Linked DNA regions of Mus musculus: regions 2 and 3 are each linked to region 1. The links are chromatin contacts, called in public HiChIP or PLAC-seq and promoter capture Hi-C maps. All regions are on one chromosome and are shown on one strand. Each heading gives the region's core, a stretch centred on a gene start, on an enhancer-like site or on the middle of the called end of the contact. The rest is flanking DNA. Distances are from core to core; before and after follow the strand shown.

The links. Promoter capture Hi-C pulls out the DNA fragments that hold promoters and counts their contacts. HiChIP or PLAC-seq counts read pairs in DNA pulled down with a chosen protein or histone mark.
Region 2: a promoter capture Hi-C map of pre-B cells shows a contact between it and region 1, with 2.5 times the contacts expected there. The contact joins the promoter of Tmem144 here to the enhancer-like site in region 1. A contact is called at or near these places in 3 of 39 promoter capture datasets (liver and pre-B cells), 1 of 484 Hi-C or Micro-C datasets (the G1E-ER4 cell line), 1 of 115 datasets of contacts at active chromatin or transcription factors (microglia) and 1 of 9 other capture datasets (liver).
Region 3: an H3K4me3 HiChIP or PLAC-seq map of bone marrow-derived macrophages shows a contact between it and region 1, with 2.6 times the contacts expected there. The contact joins two enhancer-like sites. A contact is called at or near these places in 2 of 15 datasets of contacts at CTCF or cohesin (the NIH/3T3 cell line and large pre-B cells), 1 of 484 Hi-C or Micro-C datasets (spermatogonial stem cells), 5 of 115 datasets of contacts at active chromatin or transcription factors (bone marrow-derived macrophages, extraembryonic endoderm stem cells, lineage negative bone marrow cells and 2 more) and 3 of 9 other capture datasets (adipose tissue, liver and pancreatic islet).

Annotation. Positions count from the first base shown.
Region 1 is chr3:79,530,387-79,533,802 of GRCm38.p6, reverse strand. The region is part of intron 1 of Fnip2 (folliculin interacting protein 2); the gene reads left to right. Among named protein-coding and RNA genes, the nearest start is that of Gm36442, 20 kb to the right of the region's middle. Within about 2 kb of position 1,897, at least 78 of the 459 cell types and tissues checked have an H3K27ac peak or open chromatin away from gene starts, as enhancers often do. A contact at or near this core is called in the G1E-ER4 cell line, bone marrow-derived macrophages, microglia and 1 more, where this site is marked.
Region 2 is chr3:79,841,280-79,844,695 of GRCm38.p6, reverse strand. It overlaps Tmem144 (transmembrane protein 144), which reads left to right and starts at 1,787. Exons shown (of 12, transcript NM_001379543.1): 1 at 1,787-1,925.
Region 3 is chr3:79,232,771-79,236,186 of GRCm38.p6, reverse strand. The region is part of intron 1 of 4921511C10Rik (RIKEN cDNA 4921511C10 gene); the gene reads right to left. It also overlaps a transcript of Rapgef2 not described here. Among named protein-coding and RNA genes, the nearest start is that of 4921511C10Rik, 22 kb to the right of the region's middle. Within about 2 kb of position 1,931, at least 79 of the 459 cell types and tissues checked have an H3K27ac peak or open chromatin away from gene starts, as enhancers often do. A contact at or near this core is called in bone marrow-derived macrophages, where this site is marked.

The DNA.
Region 1 (3,416 bases), core at 648-3,147:
AGCCCTGGGTTCTATCTTAGTATACCTCCCCTCTTTAAAAAAAAAAGTGTTTTATGATCCTTCCTTACATACTAGTTAAGTCCAGATTGAAGTTTTAAGCCAAAATATCATTTATTTTATTATTACTATTTTTTAAAGGCAGTCTCGTGCACCTCAGGCTGCTCTCAGACGGTCTCTGCATCCCTAGTGCTGAGACCGGTGTGCTTTACCACTCAGTTTGTGAGGTGCTGGGGACTAAATGTCAGGCCTCAGGCATGCTAGCCAAACCAAATCAGCCCCCAAATTCATTTTTTATACAAAAAGTGAGATGCATTTCTCTAACACATCTGTATAGAATTCAGGATTTGAGCCCTTTTTGTTGTTTGCTTGTTTGAGGCAGAGTTTCTCTGTGTAACAGACCCTGGCTGTCCTGTACTCGATTTGTAGCCTAGGCTGGCCTTGAACTCACAGAGATCTATCTGCCCATCTCCCAGTGCTAGGATTAAAGGTGTGTGCCATCCTCCCACCTGCACTTCCCACCTACCCCTGCAGTTTATGCCATATTTAAAGCATTGTCCTGTCAGTCTTGCGCCTGCCCTCTCATTTCTTCTGCAAGTTTGGTCTGAGCATCAGATGACTGGGAGATGCTGTAGGCCATTTGTGTCCTCCAGCTGTCCTGTCCCTTAAACTGGAACTAATTTTCATAATATTTGGATGTTCCCTGTTTGTTTGTTTTTTTTTTGTTTTTGTTTTTTTTGAGTTATTTTAGACAGTTGAAAGGTAAAAAAGAACCCATGGCCAGTTTGTGCCCGGGGGTCAAAACTTCGTGCAAAAAGGAATTCGTTCTCTCCTACTCTAGGTCTGTCTTCACACCATCAGTTTAGCAGTTGCCACAGAGAAGAAAATTCATTGTCATAGGTGTGTTGCAATCTGAAACTTGGGAAGTCTTTTTTTTTTTTTTTTTTTTTTTTTTTTTTTTAAGTTCATGGAGGGTGGCGGGTTCCGGTCCAATGTACGGCATGTAAAATGTCTTAAATCAACTGAGGTCTGGGCCTGGCATCCCTAGTTTTCCTTACCTTAAATTAGTGGGTAATTTATAAAGATACTTTTAGGACTAAGACCATAGAGCCAGCCAATGGTTCACCTCACCTTAGGGATGGACCCAGTAGTACTTTCTTCAACCTAATTCCAGGCAAAAGGAATTGGTATCATCACTCTGCTGTTGGTTTCTAGCCTTGACCTGTGTTTAGGGGATCACCAGCTCAAATTTATCTCCTAACACTCCCATATCCAGGTGAGCTATGTTGATGTCAGAAGCTAGCACTGTTCTAGGGCTCTGGTAATTCAGGGCTTTCTCAGCTTGAATAAGCCCAGGAATTCAAATGCAAGAGTTAGAAGGCTTTTTACCATCAGTTGCCTCTCATCATCATTACTTTCCCCCATCCCCACTCATACCATGGCCAGAGTGTGCCCCAGCTCTGCTTCTCATCCCACACGTCTCCTTCTACATATTAAGATCTCCATTCGACTCTTGTGGGTAGCCATCCTTCACTCACTGTGGACAGAGTTTTGCAAGGTTGTGGAGTAGAAGCTGTCAGCTGATACTTACTCACATGAGAACCATTAAGAGGGTGGTGCGGCCAATGTCAGAGCAACCTTGCAGCTGAAGGTTTACCCAGAGCCACATGAGCTGGGCTCGTGACTAGTGAAGGCAGGGCTGCTTGTAAACTCAGCTCGAGATGCAGATGGTGTGAGTCAGTGCAAGCTGCTGGACCTGTTGAGTGCACTTGAGTGCAGGCGGAGAAAAAGCAGGGAGAGATTTGTACTTGTCTACTTTATTATGGGTTTACTGAGAGCACATCCGCTTCTAGAAGTCATCCTGGGCTTCATTTGCATGATGAATGAACATCCCTTTTTTTAAGCTCCCAAAAGAGGAAGTTAGTAGTAGCTGGGCTCACGTGCTGTGCTTGGAGGGAAATGGTCTTTAGTCTGGAGCTGCTGCTCGTCACCGTGGCATATCCTTCAGATAATGAAGGAACTTTACAGAGTGGGCTAGTCCACACTGCTGGTCAGGATCAACTGAAGAGCATCTATGCCCTCAGGAGATGTGTGGTGGTACAGCAGACAGCACAAACTGGCCAGTAGGCCAACAGGAGTCAGCCAGATGTCTGACCGATACCACTTGTGGTGCTGGGAGGATTTTCAAGACACTTGTATGTGCAAAGATTCCAAAATGTGCCAGAGGAGGACGCGACACAAATTCCACAGTGCTCAACCACAGGTATGAATGTTTAGTTCTGTTTCAGTCTGGAAAATACTAACCACACGGGACTCTAAGAAGCTTTATTGATTTGAATTATGTTTTCAAGAATGCTTTACGTAGGAGAAATGTAGTTATTGGTGACTTGTAGAAACAAGTCCTTTCCTCTGTAGAAAAGATGTAGGTAGGCACAGGTATCTGTAGTGGCTCTTAGGAGTCTGTCACTATCTTAACTTCTTAAGTGTTCATTACCTCTGCTGGGGCCAACTTGTGTGGAATCGATTGTGTCCTCTTTTGGAACGCTGAGCTTTATAAGGCAAAAGGTAAAGCTCTGAGCTTTAACTTAGCACACAGAGGACCAGAGGACAGGCAAGGACTGGAGACCTGCTTTGTGGGAGTGCTGAAGCCAGCTGCTGAGGGAGAACCTGGTTCGACTCTGGAAAATGCCTTTTGTGAAAAGGATGTGTATGACAAACTAACTTGAATAGCGAGGTTGGCCATAAGGAGCACAGTTGGACCTGTTATATTCTTTCTAGTTACTTTATATACTTTTTAGATGTATTTATTCTATTTATATGTATAGGTTGTTTTGTCTGTTTGTATTTCTGTGCACCACTTACATGCCTGGTGCCAGGAAGGCCAGAGGACGTCAGATCTTCTAGAACTGGAATTAAAGATGGTTTTGAGCTACCACATAGCTTCTGGGAATTGAACCTGGACCCTCTGGAAGAGCAGCCAATGCTCTTAACCACAGAGCCATGTCTCCCAGCCCCTTTATGTACTCTGGAAGAACTTCTCTAGTAGTGGAACTTAATTCCGACGGTCATTTCCCAAGAGTGGTTCACATGCTCTCTGCTCTTCCAAAGGCACCTGTTCATAGAGCAAGAGGTCATGAAGGTCATGAAGGGTGAGGACCATGAGGACCCTGAGGATGGCACTGTGATACGTGTGCTCTTACCTGCTCCTGTCAGGAAAGAAGGGTTGAGTGGTGGGGAAGTGGAGCTCCACCTCTGGGAGGCAGCCCCAGGGCTGACTGCGGCATGCTACTGCTGAGCTATGGGGTAGGCTCAGGTTGTTTTAAAGAGTCTTCTCTGGGAGTTCAAAACTGCATCATTAGGACATTTTCCCTTCTGTTTTTTTATTCTTCTAGATTTCCAAATCCCCAAGATGTTATTTG
Region 2 (3,416 bases), core at 538-3,037, 310 kb before region 1:
CACAAGAACACGGCCCACAGAATCAACTAAGCAGGGCTCATAGAGGCTCACGGAGATTGAACCGGCAATTACAGAGCCTGCCATGGGTCTGCGTTAGGTCCTCTGCATATACATTATGGTTGTTGCCAAAACACCTTAATTTAATGTGGAAAAATTTAAAGAAATTAATTGCAAAGTACATAAAGTTAAACTTAATAAGCAAATCTCTGCCTGTTTATGTGTGCACATAAACAGGAAGTTTCTCGATTTTTTCAATCACTAAATTAATCATTTCTCTTAAGAAAATGACCTTCTTTCTTTCTTCATGATACTCTGCCTCCCAGTGCAGTTCTCTGATGGATGTAGAGTTGAAAAGCAAGGCTTCCTTTCAAGAAACCTTATCTCCTAACGTCTCCACTTTTCTTCTCTTTCTTGTGAATCTCACATGACCAGATAGTGGATGGTGTCAGCTTAATCCACTCCAAGAGGCCTGCCTGCCTCAAACTCAGACTAGGCCAGGACCTAGCACTTCCTCTTCTTGAAGTTCACATCTGTGTCTTCTGCTGTGCTAGTATCCGGCCTAGAGAGACAGCCTTGCTGTCTAGGAGAGGTCTGTCACACACACACACACACACACACACACACACACACACACACACAAGAGCGCGCACACAGACACATATGGACGCGCGCGCACACATACACACACATGCACGCACACACACACGCACACAGTCACACACACACACTCACACGAACACATGCACAGAGAGAGAGAGAGAGAGAGAGAGAGAGAGAGAGAGAGAGGGAGAGAGGGAGAGAGGGAGACAGAGAGAGATGAACACACACACACACAAACACACACACACACACACACACACACACACACGAGCGCACACACAGACACACATATGGACGTGCGCGCACACATACACACACACGCGCACGCACACAGTCACACACACACACACACACACACGTGGTTTTCAGCTACAGAAGAGGCAGGTAAATCTACATCATATGCTAGTGGTTGCTTTTACCTCTGAATCTCAATCGGATGTCCGAAGCCTGCACTCCTGTCCATTGCTCTTGATTCTTACAGCTCTTTAGGTGGGGTGGGATACAGCTACTGCTCTGGAACGTGATGCACAGCCTGGTTTCACAGGAAAGCTTCCTGGAAGCTATTTTCAAAGAAATTACCTCCCGGGCCAAGCTTTATTTTCCGCAACTCCAGTGTATGGATTTGTATAAAGCCACCTCCCTTGTCTACTGAAATGTGCCAGCAAGCCACAAAGGCATTTAGTTCACATTACAGTAGCACACATTAATTGTTTACATTTGTCTAAGCTCATGATTCCAGCTACATGGGAGGCTGAGGCAGGAGGATCACAGAGTCTACTTGGGCTGTGGAGTGAGCGTTAAGCCAGTCTAGGCAACTTCGGAATAAGCTGTCTCAACTTTAAAAAGGGGGAATGAGAGTTGGGAGTGCAAATTAGGAGAGATTGCCTAACAACAAAGGCAAACCGGGATGGAATGAGCATTTATTTTGTAACTGTGTGAGGTAGCTCCGGCTTTGTCTCATCCACAAACTGCACAATTAAAGGTGTGGTGTTTAGCAGAAGGTGACTTGCTACTCACTGAACGAGCTCTTCTTTAAAGGGGGGGGGGGGGGGGGGGCACGACACTCTCTAGTTAACTCGCTGACTGACAGAGGGCCTGAGGACTCCTTAGTCACCTGACTGAGCTCCAGCCCTCCGCTGGGAGGGTGTCCTGAGCCTCCGCCTGGGAGGGACTCCGGTCTCCCTTCAGATTCCGGCAGGAAGTCCGCACGCGTCCAGGGAAGAGTCAGCGCAGTGAGACCCCACCAGGTCACCTGAGTCTAAGGTGCCCCTGGGTCTGAGAGCCGCCCTGCAACCTTCAGCTCCTCGGGAAAACTCGCAGAGCAAGTAAGTGCCAGCACTCGTGACGTCAGCCCAGAGACAGGCGAAGCTGCACTCAGATTGGAGGAAATTAAAGGAAACCAGAAATGAAATCTTTAAACTAGAGCAGGCGGCATTGATCGAGCGCCGGCACTATCTTAAACGCAGGGGAGGAGCTGCTTAAAACTTTAAAGTAGTCGGGAGAAAAAGCAGATATACCAGTAATGAAACGAAAGTAGTAAATTTTTTAGAAAGAATGAATGTAGCTTAATAAAATATTAAGTGGATACTTAACACGTAAACCTTAGAATCCTTGGACTTGAGACTTTTCCACGGAATGTTGAAAGCTTTTACCTTGGAGAAATACGAACTATTTCGATAGCTGCTGCCTGGTTGGTAATCTGTCTAAGGTAAACGCGTGTGGGCAGGTCACGTGCTACCTGACCCACGTGATATTTATGGTCCTATTGTCTAACTAAAACTTGAAAAAATTTTAAATGAATGGGAGGGATCTAGCACAAGTTTAAAGCTTGACTGAGCTCTGAAGCGAGTTTAAAGTCTGCCTAGAAAAGCTTGGCGAGACTGTCTCAAATCAAACAAAGTAAAAACGGGGTTCGGGTATAGCTGAGCAGAGCGTTTGCCGAGCATGCCGTATTATTAAAAAATATAATAATAATAATAATAATAATAATAATAATGGATTTTGTTTGCTTGCTTGCTTTTTTAAAGACAGGGTCACACTAGTGTTGTCCTGGATGGTCTGGAACTAGCTATGTAAACCAAGCAGGCGATGATCTCAAAGATCTTCCTGCTTCTGCCTTCTGAGTGCCGGAAGTTAGCTTGCTACCAACCTAGACTGAAAATAAGATTTTTAGAGGAATAATTTGGGGCTAGGTTTGTGCGAAAAAAGGGTTGGGGATACATGTTCAGTAAAGTAATGATGCTTCTCTTTACCACAGAAATGTCACTGATTTAACGCGAGATGGACTCTTCCTTATGGCAGTCTGGGATTGTTGGTTCACAGGGAATTAGATCATGTGCTTTTGGAAATGCTCTGGAGCCGTGTGCTGTAAACGAACATCGTTTATCTAAGGCAATAACTGACTGGAGTTGATTCAGCAGTCAAATGAGGTCATGCGCTCTAATTAGCACTACTAATTATTCATCCAATTCAGGCTGAAACCTGTGGCTGCCCATCAATACCCCTTAGTGGAGCCTTCTTTTCTGTAAAATAATCTACCTCATTAAATGGTTAGGCACTGTCCTCTTAGCCATGCACTTGCTTTGCTTGTTTTAATTAAAATGGAAAAAAAATGATTTCTTCGCTATTAAACCTGTATTTTAAGTCCCAGGACAGCTTTCCAAATAGCTCTCCTGCCTCATATTTAGAAGTCCTGTTAGTTATTTGCTTATTTATTAGGTCTAAATGGAATCTCCTGCCTCGTATTTAAAAGCCCTGATATTTTTTTATCTGTCCTATTTATTTAGTGAACAAAGAGAAGTCTTTACACAGGTTCC
Region 3 (3,416 bases), core at 682-3,181, 300 kb after region 1:
CAAACTGTAAAATTCCGAAGAGAAAATATCAGAGGACACAGCGTACAAGCAGCTGTAAACACTGTATACTGTTCATTTGTACCCCATCTTGAACAGTTGTGTGTTTTCATTTTATTTTCGTGTGACCCTACCAGTGCCCGTACTGTTGAAGAAAAAGCCTTTTCATCCCCCATCAATGTATTCTCAGGGAGGGGTGGGTCCCATGAATCCACCATAGGCAATGTATTGTGGAGATGGTCTTGAACAGATAATTACAGCTGATGTGATCAGGAGTGTCATAGCCCCAGCATTACATCCCTAACATGCTTTTAAGTGTTCATGGAAAATATAGTGAGTCTTAGTATAAAATTACCTTACTGATGCTAACAGTAAAAACTGTTATTAAAAATAGTTTTCCAATTCCAGGGAAACATGTTTCACGTTAAAGTTATATGCTTTATGTCAGTTTCCTTTTGCACATTGATGAGCATGGTTCTCGAGCCCACCGAAATGCCAGCCACAGTTGCAGCCACATCTATCAGAACTGCATCTGAGGTTCTGGCTAGTTTTCTCGTTTAATCCTCCCAAAGACCTTGTTTAGTGAGCATTAGATTTACCACCATGTCTAAAGCCGAACTCTTGTTAGGTCAGTAATAGAAAGCATATGAGGGACAGAGCTCTGGGCTGTACTCAGCTGACTCAAACCAAGCTCAGCCTTCTTACCAGTGCTCAGAGTGGACCATATACACACACACACACACTTCAAGGAATTGCTTTAGTTTTCCTTCCTCCCTTCCATTTTGTGTTCTCTCTCTCTCTCTCTCTCTCTCTCTCTCTCTCTCTCTCTCTCTCTCTCTCTCTCTCTCTCTCTCTCTGACATTCCCACCTACCATGGCTTATATGGCTTATGTAAAGTCAGAGGACAATTTACAAGAGTTTCTTTCCTTCTACAATGTGGGCCACAGGGATAGAACTCAGGTTGTCAGGCTTGGTCCATTTCTTTGGTCCATCTTGTTATCTGTTGTAATAGGTTTTCACCATTGGACAATAGGGATGGGAAGTCTGTGTGTGGACTCATAGTCTTCTTTCTGTTGCTTCTTCTTTTCTCTCTCCCAGTCATCAGTTCCAAATGGAAATTATTTCTGATAGACACTGTATCTCATGTTGGGCTGTATAAAGGGCTTAATTGTAATTAAAACATTTTTCTGTTTTTTCCTCATTCTACTTCAGAAAAGGTAATTTTACACTAATCATACCTCTAAAATTTGTAAGAATTTAAAATAAGTGGTTCACTTATTTTATTTATGGAGTTAAATGAAAATTATTCTAATATTTTGTTATATTTTATTTATTTCTCAGCTCTCTAAAATTATGACAGATATCAAATTGCAGTTTTGGGGGCCAGGTTCCAATACAATTATGTGTTAGTCTTTATATGATGATAGACGATCCTGGTGACATTCTTGTATTGTCAGAGAAGTATGTGAGTTGTGGTAATTGTGTTGAGTAACTGTCTTGATGAAGTATCAAATTGCTTTCGACTACAGTAGAGGGAGGGGTGAGCTGATTGCCTAAAGCAAATAAGAAACAATGTAAACTCCAGTGAGGTGCAGGAGAGTGTTAGAAATTTAATTTTTAATTTTCTAGAAAACGTTTTGCAGAAAATAATTTAGACTTAGATAAGAAAAATAAAGAATTTGATTTAAAAAACCATGTTCACTCTACTCAGAAATTAAGCTAATTTAGTAAACTATGGCATGCTAAGAAAACTTAGGGCTTAGTTAATCTGTTTCAGCAATGTGGTGAGATCTGTAGATGGACCTTTTTCAGTGAATCAGAAGACCCGTTTGATTCGTTGGTTCGGCACGTTTGTCTTGAGGGCTTACTGTGTGTACAAGGAGTCGGTGCGGTTTGAAACACTGCCAACAAGGCTTTACTGAAAAGCAAAGAGGATCTGAAAATCTGAAAAGCAAGTGGACACATTACCGCCACCAACATCATGTGAGGGGCTGGCTGTTGGGGCGGATGTCAGGACAGATAAGATGTGTGCCCCTGGATCTGAGGCCAGTAAAATTGCTGCTTAGTTTTTTTAAAGGTATATGGTAGTTCATACAGGACTTCAGCCTTTTTTTTTTTCAGATGGGATGTTGTAATTGGTCTTGTTTTTCCTCCTAAACTGCTGCTTCTGAGCATGGCCTTAATTTTAGTTTCCTGCAAAAGTGATTGTTGAAAGATTGTGTCATAGTTGGAACAGCATCAGGAGTACATGTGAGGCCTCATACCCTAACTTCAGTTTCAAGTTTGCTGGATACAAAATTACAACATGTATCACAACTTTCTTCTTTTTCTTGGCTAAGGGGGCAGAGGGTGTACGTGACCACAGGGGGTGAACATGACCAATGCAAGAGTATGAAAGAATGTGACTGGGTGAAGTGACTATGAGAATGTTTCATGTTGAGAAATTTTCTGTAGCAGATATAAAGTAACAGTCTTGCATATTACGGGGGGGGGGGGGGGGGGAGGGAGAGAGAGAGAGCGAGGGAGAGAGAGCGAGCCTGAGCAGGCCAGCCCACAAGATTGAGATAACTGACTTTGACATATTTCTCTTTAGTGATTATTATATACATAGAGAGTTGTTGTGGAAAATATCTCGAATCCAGTAGATGTGTGGTGTGTGTTATATAGTTTTCTTTTAAATAAATAAACAAGCCACCTTTCATGTAACCTCAGGATATACTATATTAAATACTAATAGCTTTAAATAGTAAGGTTGAAACCAGTATCTTGATTGTTAGTTTGCTCAGCTATTGACATGATATTCCTATAAAAATAATCAATTAAGCATAATATCAATGCATAGGAATACTAAACTGGATACCAGGATTTTAAAAATATTCATGTTCAGGCTCTATTATAGCTTAGTGCAGTTGGCTATTTTGCATTAGTTTCAAGCACAGTTTTAAAACATGGAAGTGCACAGAATATTCCAGAAGCTGGGGAAAATGTTAACATTGGAATCCAGTCAGCAAGCTTGAAAAGTTCACATAAAGAGCTGTCTGTGTTTCTTGAAGAAGTTTTTCCTTTCCGTGGGAGGGGGAAAGGTCTGTGGTATAAATTTACTTAATATGATGTCAGTTGCATAAAGCCAGCTATGAATAATTATATTAATATTTGATTTTTAGTTGTCTTCTTGAGCCTTTATTGGTTGTGAGGAAACTAATTAGATGGTTCATTATAAAGGATCCTGTGTTCCTTTACACAGGTAAAGGTAGCGGTGCATCCTATGGAGCATTCAAATAAATCATTTGGTGCGTGTTTCCCTCTAATATCCACAAGTTAGAAGATTTTGAAATAGGAAAATACACTAATATGATAGGTGGTAACATTCTATGTATTTTAATCTATATTTATAGTTTAAAATTTCTTTGTTATATTTA